Linked DNA regions of Mus musculus: regions 2 and 3 are each linked to region 1. Evidence: chromatin contacts called from public HiChIP or PLAC-seq data. All regions are on one chromosome and are shown on one strand. The core of a region is the stretch at or near the end of the contact, and the rest is flanking DNA. Distances in the headings are between cores, read along the strand shown.

What was found. HiChIP or PLAC-seq counts read pairs in DNA pulled down with a chosen protein or histone mark.
Region 2: an HNF4G HiChIP or PLAC-seq map of pancreatic cancer cells shows a contact between it and region 1. The contact joins two enhancer-like sites. A contact is called at or near these places in 1 of 39 promoter capture datasets (embryonic stem cells), 2 of 15 datasets of contacts at CTCF or cohesin (both in embryonic stem cells), 43 of 484 Hi-C or Micro-C datasets (the AML12 cell line, the G1E-ER4 cell line, Sertoli cells and 10 more), 11 of 115 datasets of contacts at active chromatin or transcription factors (the NIH/3T3 cell line, embryonic stem cells, extraembryonic endoderm stem cells and 2 more) and 1 of 9 other capture datasets (embryonic stem cells).
Region 3: a FOXA1 HiChIP or PLAC-seq map of pancreatic cancer cells shows a contact between it and region 1. The contact joins two enhancer-like sites. A contact is called at or near these places in 1 of 115 datasets of contacts at active chromatin or transcription factors (pancreatic cancer cells) and 1 of 9 other capture datasets (embryonic stem cells).

The regions. Positions count from the first base shown.
Region 1 is chr13:97,510,137-97,513,042 of GRCm38.p6, forward strand. No RefSeq gene overlaps it. Among named protein-coding and RNA genes, the nearest start is that of Gm41030, 16 kb to the right of the region's middle. Within about 2 kb of position 1,420, at least 69 of the 459 cell types and tissues checked have an H3K27ac peak or open chromatin away from gene starts, as enhancers often do. A contact at or near this core is called in extraembryonic endoderm stem cells and pancreatic cancer cells, where this site is marked.
Region 2 is chr13:97,937,850-97,940,652 of GRCm38.p6, forward strand. It overlaps Arhgef28 (Rho guanine nucleotide exchange factor (GEF) 28), which reads right to left. Exons shown (of 36, transcript NM_012026.2): 31 at 1,611-1,711. Among named protein-coding and RNA genes, the nearest start is that of Gm34388, 45 kb to the left of the region's middle. Within about 2 kb of position 1,307, at least 61 of the 459 cell types and tissues checked have an H3K27ac peak or open chromatin away from gene starts, as enhancers often do. A contact at or near this core is called in extraembryonic endoderm stem cells and pancreatic cancer cells, where this site is marked.
Region 3 is chr13:97,975,514-97,978,254 of GRCm38.p6, forward strand. Arhgef28 (Rho guanine nucleotide exchange factor (GEF) 28) reads right to left here. Exons shown (of 36, transcript NM_012026.2): 16 at 2,518-2,650. Among named protein-coding and RNA genes, the nearest start is that of Gm34388, 83 kb to the left of the region's middle. Within about 2 kb of position 1,343, at least 38 of the 459 cell types and tissues checked have an H3K27ac peak or open chromatin away from gene starts, as enhancers often do. A contact at or near this core is called in pancreatic cancer cells, where this site is marked.

The sequences.
Region 1 (2,906 bases), core at 170-2,669:
TTACCTTATTTTTTGGAAACAGGGTTTCTCACTGAACTTGGAGCTTGCCAGTTCAGCTAAATTGGTTAGCCAACAAGCCTCAGGGATCCTCCTATCTCTGCCTCTGCCCCAGCTTGTTTTCTTAAAACATAGGTTCCCTGGGATTGAACTTGTGTCCTCAGGCTTGTGCAGCAAGCCCTTTACTGACTGAGCCATCCCCTCTCCTTAAGAGGTTCAGGATTTTGTTGAACTTGCCCTGTGATGGGAGAGCTGCCATCAGTGTTTGATGATCAACTTTGTGACGTATTTTCTCAGTAGTCCCTACCTAAAGGAAATGATCTATCAGGTACTCATTTTGGTGACGAGAGGACAGTAAGATGCTGGTGTGTGACATGAGATTCATTGTTCTCTCTCAATTCAGGAAAGGTGGCTGCAGGAAATGGACTCTGTGTTTATTCTGCTCTCTCTCCCTCTCTCTGGGTGTCTGTTGGCCTTGGCTCAGCTTCGAGCTTTCTGGGAACCCAAAGCCCTGGCTGATGGCGTTGTTGGACCTGGGTTCCTCTGAGGAAGATCTGTCTGAGAGAGAAGAGGAGATAAAGCTGAGACGTTAAATGTTTCCAACAAAAGCTATTAGGGCAGAATTTCCTGATTCAGCACTTCCCGGCATTTTTTGAGGTTTCTCCACAGACAACGTACAGTTACTTTTTTTTGTATGTGTGCATGTGGTTTTCTTTATTTAGTTTTTTTCTCCCCCTAAGCTTATGGGTTTTCTTTGATGAGATGGTTGTGCAATCCTGGCATTGCCAGGAAACGCTGGTAAGTTGCTGGTGGCTGCTTACGCTCAGTGCCAGGGGAGACCCAAGCATGGCTCCTGACTCTCAGTGGTGGGCAGAACTGCTATCACCTGTGTACCCCTGAGCTGGGCTCCTGGCAGCTACAGCTCTTGAGCTCTGTCCCTTGCTAGCACTGTGGAGCTTGAGTTTATTGACTTATGAGTCACATGGTCCTTGGCTTTTGTGCTGGGTTGAGCTGTATCTTCCCACAGTGGTATGCTGAAGTCCCTGTTCCCTGTACGACAGGATGTGACCAGATTATTGTGAGACATTGTTTCTGTTCAGCCGTTCCACTCCTGGGAGCTAATAATCTACTCGGAGGCAGAAAGCCTTCATAGGAAACAGGTCACAAGGCACGGCATTACAGAATTTCAGGACCGCAGAATCTGTGCCCTGGAGCAGCCAAGCAGTCCTTGACAGTGGCATCTCCTTAGACACACAGCTGGGTTCCCAGAAAGCCATCGTCTGGCCTCTCTCCCTAGACTGGTGAGTTTCTCTGTGCCTAAGCTTTCTTCTTTGCAAAGCTAGGTTTACTTGTACGGATTTTACGCTTGATAAGAGAATGGTCAGGCAGAGGGAGACAAACTGTAGCTTCAAGAGGACAGAGTGCCTCCTCACTGACCAGGGAAGATGTGGCTGGTTTATGGAAGAAGAATCTCATGGGCGGACAAATGCTCGAAGCTCACCGACAGGACCCACCACCAAGGGATTAGAAAGGACTGCACATGGCCCCTGACATAAAGAGGCTTATTTGTCTAGAGGACCTCATCTGTCAAAGTGAGCTGGGAGAGGCCATCCGAGAATCACAGTGTTTTGCCAGGTGTTAAGGAAGCACTAGGTCCTGATCCTAGGTTGCAGTCCTGTTTGTGGGGCTCCCCTGCTTCCGGCGCTCCCCTGCTTTGGAGATTTCTTTCTTTCTCGTTTCATCCTCTGTAAGGACAAAGACAAAGACCTGGCTTCAGGGTCCTGCCACACACGAGCTGTGCAGCCGTTTGTGAGATTTCAAGTTTGCTTGTGCTCAGCCTTTTCATTTTCATAAACGAGAAAAATAAGACCTGCTTTTAAATGCTTCTGGCCTCAGGTCTAAATGGAAGCCAGCATAGCATGCCTATCATAGCAGAGAGTGATTGGTCAATGTCCACCATGTTCACATAGGTGATTTGACTCTGGTATGGCATCTGGGGCGAGTGGTGACTCTTAGTAGCTGGTCTTGAAATTCATTTCAGGATAGGTACTGTCCACTTTGTTCAAGAGTTGGGGTAGCACTGATCTCTGAGAAGCTGAATCTGAAGAAGAGTCTAGCCAAGGGATCTTGGCTTTCTCCAAAGTTCATGGACTTAGGCTAGCAGACCCTGAACACTCATGCTGTGGCCAGGGGCAGCAATAATGACTGCCTGGGCCCATATTACTTCTTCTCTTCTGCCACTGGCCTGAACCAATACAACCAATTGTTCCACTCTTCCATTTGGTAACCTGGAAACTTCTGAAGATCTATGACAACCGCATTGCCATTTCTGAGGAGAAAATGAACAAAAAGACAGCTATGTGGCAGAGGCAAGGATCAGGCAAGTCTCCAAAATTTGGCAGAAAGGGTTGGGGTTTGAAAGACAAATGTAACTAGAAAAAGAACTTGTTCTTCCTCCTTCTACCCCCATCCCCACAACCACCCCATCTCTGGGATTCTATTTCCAAGATATTTAATTTTGAAAACTTAAACAAGAAAGTGGTTTTAATCTTCAAGGGCTCTCATTAATCACCGTGCCTGGCCCAGTGGAGAGAGAGAGAGATGACTCACTTTTACAGTTGATTTCGTGGTAATGGAGGGTCAAGGCCTGCCCCTACACTGCCCCTTTGTCGAGCTAATGGAGAAAGCTCTCACTGAGGAAGCACCCATTCTGGAGCAATTTTTCAATGGAAAATTGCTGACAGGAATAGCCACCGACAAGAAAAGATTTCTCTTAGGGAAACAAAGTAAGTGGCTCGGCAGAATTAGAAACACAGAGCCTGCCTTGAAGAGTTGTGGGGTTCAATGGCAGGATAGAGCAAAGGAAAGGCTTTGGTGTGTGCCATATTAAGTATCTCTGCAATAAATAA
Region 2 (2,803 bases), core at 57-2,556, 430 kb after region 1:
AGAGAGAAGCATGTCGGTACTTTAGAACTCTGCCCAAATGTACGGAATATACTCTGGTTTGGTGGTTAAGTTCTTGCGTTTCCTATGAGCCCTTCTTGGCCCATCCACTGCTTTAGTGGAAAAACAAAAAACAAAAACAAAAAACCATGATATTTCCAAATTTTATATTCTACCAAGAAGCAAACATGTAGAAATGGGTTGGATTGTGCGACATTTGGTTACTGCTCGAACCTCTGGGTTTGGGAAGACAGAAGAAAGTGTACATTGTCTTTTTAATGGACTTCATGCGCCACCTGGTGGTGGTACTGTATAACTACAGTTGATCCATGCGAGGAGAATTTCTACCCTTGGGTATTGTTTTTAATTCTTTCAGAATTTTGTTTTAATCTAATCTTTTAAAGGACGCTGACGCCAAGACATCACTATATACTTGCTTTATCTGTTTATTTCCATTCTCAAAAGGCCCCATCAAGTGTCAGAGTTTCCAGAGGTTAAAACCTGAACTCACTTCTCCACCTGTAACTGAGTCAGGAGTCAGAGTCAAGCCATTTTCTGTGCAGAACTAGGCTGCATCGACCAATTATCTTTCTTCCCAAACAACCTAGGAGCGATTGTAAGCTACTGGCTTCACGCTTCAAAGTGAAGATCACACGGAGAAGCGCAGACAAGCTAAGGCAAACTAGCTCAAAGCTTACAATCAGAGTAAGTAGAGTAAAATTCTGTATTCATAAATTAACTTGGGCCTCTGAGCTTTGCAAATGAATACTAAGTCAGAGCTGACTTTTCTGTGAAGTTCTGAGAGCCAGACTGGTTCTGTCCTATGCCACGTATCTGGAAAACATGTAACAGTAAGATGTTGCATCTGTAACATGTCGTAGTCCCACACTGGTGCGCATTAATACTTGGTAATGGAGCTAAATCAATGCTAGACAAAGTAAAAACCCTTGACCTGACTCCCCACCTCCCAGGAGCACCGAGCTCTTCCTCCCCTCTTATGAAATCACACACGTCAAGCTAATAGGAAGCTGTATGCATATAATTTCTACACAGAGAGGTCCAGCCTACATATATTAGGAATCAGAGAACATCGTAGCACGGGCAAAGGGTGGTTACGTGGATTCCAAGTCTGCGAGAGGAAGGTGGGATACAGGTGAAGAGCAGAGGATCACAGTAGAGAACAGAAGCAAGACGTCCCAAAGTGGAAATCAGTTCAGCTCACGGGCGCCATCTGGTGGTGAAGCGTCCCAGTGTCGGGTCACCTCTCAAACAGGGAGTTGCCAGAAGCAGTGAGAAAAGCAAAGGTTTGCAATGCAGAGAGTAGGCCGGAAGTCAGAGAGTGCAGACACACATATACACAGGAGGGTTGTCAAGCTTTTCGTTTTGGTTTTTAATAACGTCTCAGTTGATTTTCTTTTTAACATGATATATAAAAACCACGAACATTTAAAGAAGAAATAGTTTAGAAAGTTTCAATATAGATATTTAAATAAATCAGAAACAATTCAGAAAAAGGTATTTTCAATCCACTCATTGCCAGAGAGCTGAATCTACTTTGTATACAAAAGCAATAGGTTCTGGTTACTAGCAAGTTGGTTAACAATTAACAATACCTTCTCCCCTGCATCAGAGACTGCCAAGTCGGTTACCACACCCTGGAGCCCGGGATCCACATCCCAACAGCCTCTTCCTTCTGTCCCTTCTGTGACTAATGCTGGAAGCACGCCATTGAGACAGAAACAAAAAGGACAACATCAAACGTCAGCCGGCCAATTACATTCTTCTGCCCACAACTGAAGCACACTTCAAAAAAAGGAGTCATCACGAGATAATACATACTGAATGAACCTACAGGGGGCGCTAGAGATCGCAAGGAAGCCCGCAGTCCCTGCTCTCCCGGAGCTTACAGGCTAAGAGACACCAAGCAGCATCCTTTGCCACCTGCCATTTTAACTGCGCTTCTTTCTTGGGCTCATGTGTCCATGGGCTGTTTGTGGTACCGAGTCTACATCTCGCTTTCATTTAATAGGACAAAGCTGCCTGGGAAAGAAGTAATTTAAAACAGGTGCCCAGTGGAATTACAGCAAGGTCTCTTGGCAGACCCAGGTCCATAAAAGGCTCCCTCGAGGCCAGTACAAGAGCAGCAGCTGATGGACAAGGTTTAGAACGCAGGTCCAGAGGGCACTGATCTAAGAAGGCTGGAGGCAGCTAACACTTTATGGTCTCAGAGTCATAAAAACTGAGAGCCTGCCTCAGTTTCTCCTCATTTCCAGCTTTGCTCACACTTCCCACTTAAGCTTTAACACTGTAAATACATTTGACCTAGGAAAACACATCCAGAGATGTTAAGTACCAAATACAAATTTACCTTTACCGGTGAAACCTCGGTCGGCAGGATTTCATCATTGCTTTATGGATTTCAGTTAAAACTTAGGCTATGTTCACCTTTTCCTGACTTAAACCAGGCTTCTCAAGGCTGCTCCACCCCACCCCACCCCCAACTTCATTGGAGCAATATCTGACCAGGATCCTGACCAAAATACTCATTTTGTGATGTTTATAAACTTCTTTTAAAAATATGGTATCATCACGCATCTTTATTTCTAACAAGGGGCTGCCCCTTTCTCTTTGTTTAAATTTTAAAAATCACATGTATCACCATTAGGAAACAGCAGCTGCCCAGGATTCCAGAAAGCCTCTTCTAAGCCAGAGTTTTCTGTGAGTGGGAACCACTTCGAATGAACCCAGTGAAAAGCCAAGGTCACCCGGTGCAAGCGAGCACTTCTTAGGCAAGGATGTTGGAGGG
Region 3 (2,741 bases), core at 93-2,592, 470 kb after region 1:
AGAACAAATGTTCATTTATGTTGTGAAACTATAAAAGAAGAAGTGAGTAAACCAGGAGGAATAACTAAATACTCTTGATAATATCATCAGATGCAATCTTAGATTAAAGGCTGATGCAATGTTTTGGGGTTAGAAGAGACTATAAGTAATTAGTGGCTGCTGAGAGAAGGGGGGACTCACACATGCCCAGGGATGAGCCCTCTAAGTGGCTACCCAATGCGGCACGCTCAACCCGCAACACAAGAGCAACATTAGATGGACTCAGGCAGTATCTGTATATTTATCTGTATATTTACATGAATCATTGTAAAAATAATAATTAAAGAGAAAGGAAAACAACAGAGACGATGCACGAGAGTAGAGAGGGGCTTGGAAGTGGGGGAGGGGAACAGGGGGCAGCAGGAGATGACAGTGGGGAATTAAAGATGCTGAAGGTATATTACATGCATGTACGGAGTGTCATCAGAAAAACCCATTAGCTTGAACAATGTTAAATGCTAATAAAATGATAAATTAACAGCAAAGCTTTTGGAGGTGGAAAAGTTTGAGACAACTTAAGTTTTCATTCATGCCCATGTCATCATCTACTACTCAACGTCAAAATGTGATAGTAATCCAAGTTATATTATATATATAATATAATCCGAATATTTTCTGTAAGTCTTCATACAGCTATTTTTTTAAGTAATATCTGGTTTGACAGCTGAGCATGTCTACAGCACTTTTGGCAATTTCTAGCTTCGACCACAATGCCATCAACACCCACTTAGTGGACTCAAGTGGAGCAGGTCTTGCTTGCACATCAGTTTACCTTAGGACTCATTAATTAAACATAAGTATTAAGGATCAGCTTTGCGTTGGCTCGTGTAGGGGCTGTGAAAAATTACTATGCCCCCCCTTTCTCCTTCCAGAACTTACAGTGAATGGAAATATGCCATAACACACATGGTGGTAAATAACAGGGCCGGGGACTCAGTGATAAGGAAATGGCAAGCCAGGTACAGGGTGGTGTTACTGATGATCTACAGAGCTTACTGAAGGAAGAGCCTCAAAGACAGAAGGTGCTAGGACAGGAGTATTCTGGCTTGTGAGAAGAATGGTAAAGAAGGCGATGTGACCAGCCAAGGAAGCAAGAGGAGAGGAGCCCTTGTGTCCTGGTTAGTTCTTTGTCAATTTGACTCAAGCTAAAGTCATCTGGGAAGAGGGAACTTCCACTGGAAAAATGCCTTCACCACATTGGCTTCTAAGTATTTTTGTAGTTAATGATTCATGTGGCCTGGCCCAGCCCACTATGGGCGGTGCTGCCACTGGATAGGAGGTCCTGGGTTTTACAATAAGCAAGGCAAGTGAGCCACAGAGTTCAAGCCAGTAACAGTATTCTTCCATGGGCTCTGACCCTGCCTCAGCGCCTGTCTTGGCTTTCCTCAGTGATGGACTGTGAACAGGGTGTGTCAAGTAAATAAACCCTTCCTTTTCTAGGTACTTTTGGTATGGTGTGTTGCTGAGGGCCAGGCTGGTCCAGGACTTTCCCTAAGGCCCTGATATATAGAGGAGGAACTTAGTCCCTGCTCTAAAACCAGGTACATACTTGGCAAGTCCAGGAGTAGCTTGAGGCAAGACCTTAGGGACACTGCAGTTTTCTGGATCCTAAGGACTCATTTTCCCCTTCTTTTCGGGCTGTGGTTATTGATTCCCGGGACTTTGCATACTCTGTCTTTGATGCCTTTGAAATATCCCGTGTTCCCATTATGCAACAATGCTTGATTAGCTTCCTGCTGGTTTCTAACCACAGTATGATAGCTTTCTGCTGACTCTGTTTCATTTCTCCCCTGCGAACTGTACCTAAGATGATGTATTTCTTAAGAAAGTTGCTTGGCATCAGACAGCGCTTATGTAAGACCTCCCGATTTTCAAGCTTTCCTGTCTCCTTTGTTTTCGGATCCCCTGGTCCTTCCTCTTAGGAACCCGTCGTTGAAAAACAGCCTGCTGGTCCTGGTCATTGGAGTTTATCACAGCCACAGAAAACCAACATAAGTGGACCAATTTTAGTGGTGGCTTCAGGTGAGTGAGGGCAGTGATGGGTGACAAGTAGGTGGGTTTGAGATACACGTTGGAAACCGAGTGAAGAGAGTTGCTAAAGGACCAGCATGCAAGAGAAAAGGCGTCATAAACAAATCCTCTGAAGTCTTGTGACAAGTGTCTGTCTGGGGCTATGGGTGGATCGGCTTGCCAGCAAGCACCGAGATGGGATAAGATCTCAGTTTCCAGCAAGTAACATTCAAAAGATGTGAAATATTCAAGTGGAGACGTCCAGCAGACAATGAGGTAACAGGCTTAGACTTAAGAAAGTCATCGACTGGACACAAGTACCGAATGACCAGTACTGACCACTGCAAGGCAAATAGCTCTGTGATATGTGAGGCCCTCACGAGTAGGTCTGTGCAAACCTGCTGAGCAGTGGTTTTACCCTTGGGAGCTTTCAGGACAGACAGAGAACACATCACACATGGGACTTACTGGCACACTGGAGTGACTCTTTCCCCAGGAGTGTTTTATCACAACCGGAGCACTGCAGAACCCCGGAGAACGTTCCCGGGACAAACTGATGTCGATTCATTTTTTCTTTTTCTTTAGTGTCCTTGTTTTTCATCTTCAGAGGCAGCAGTCATGATAGAAAAAGTAGGAGGAAACATAGAAAACAGTCACCATCTAACACTCTTACAGAGCCCTGGCATCCATGT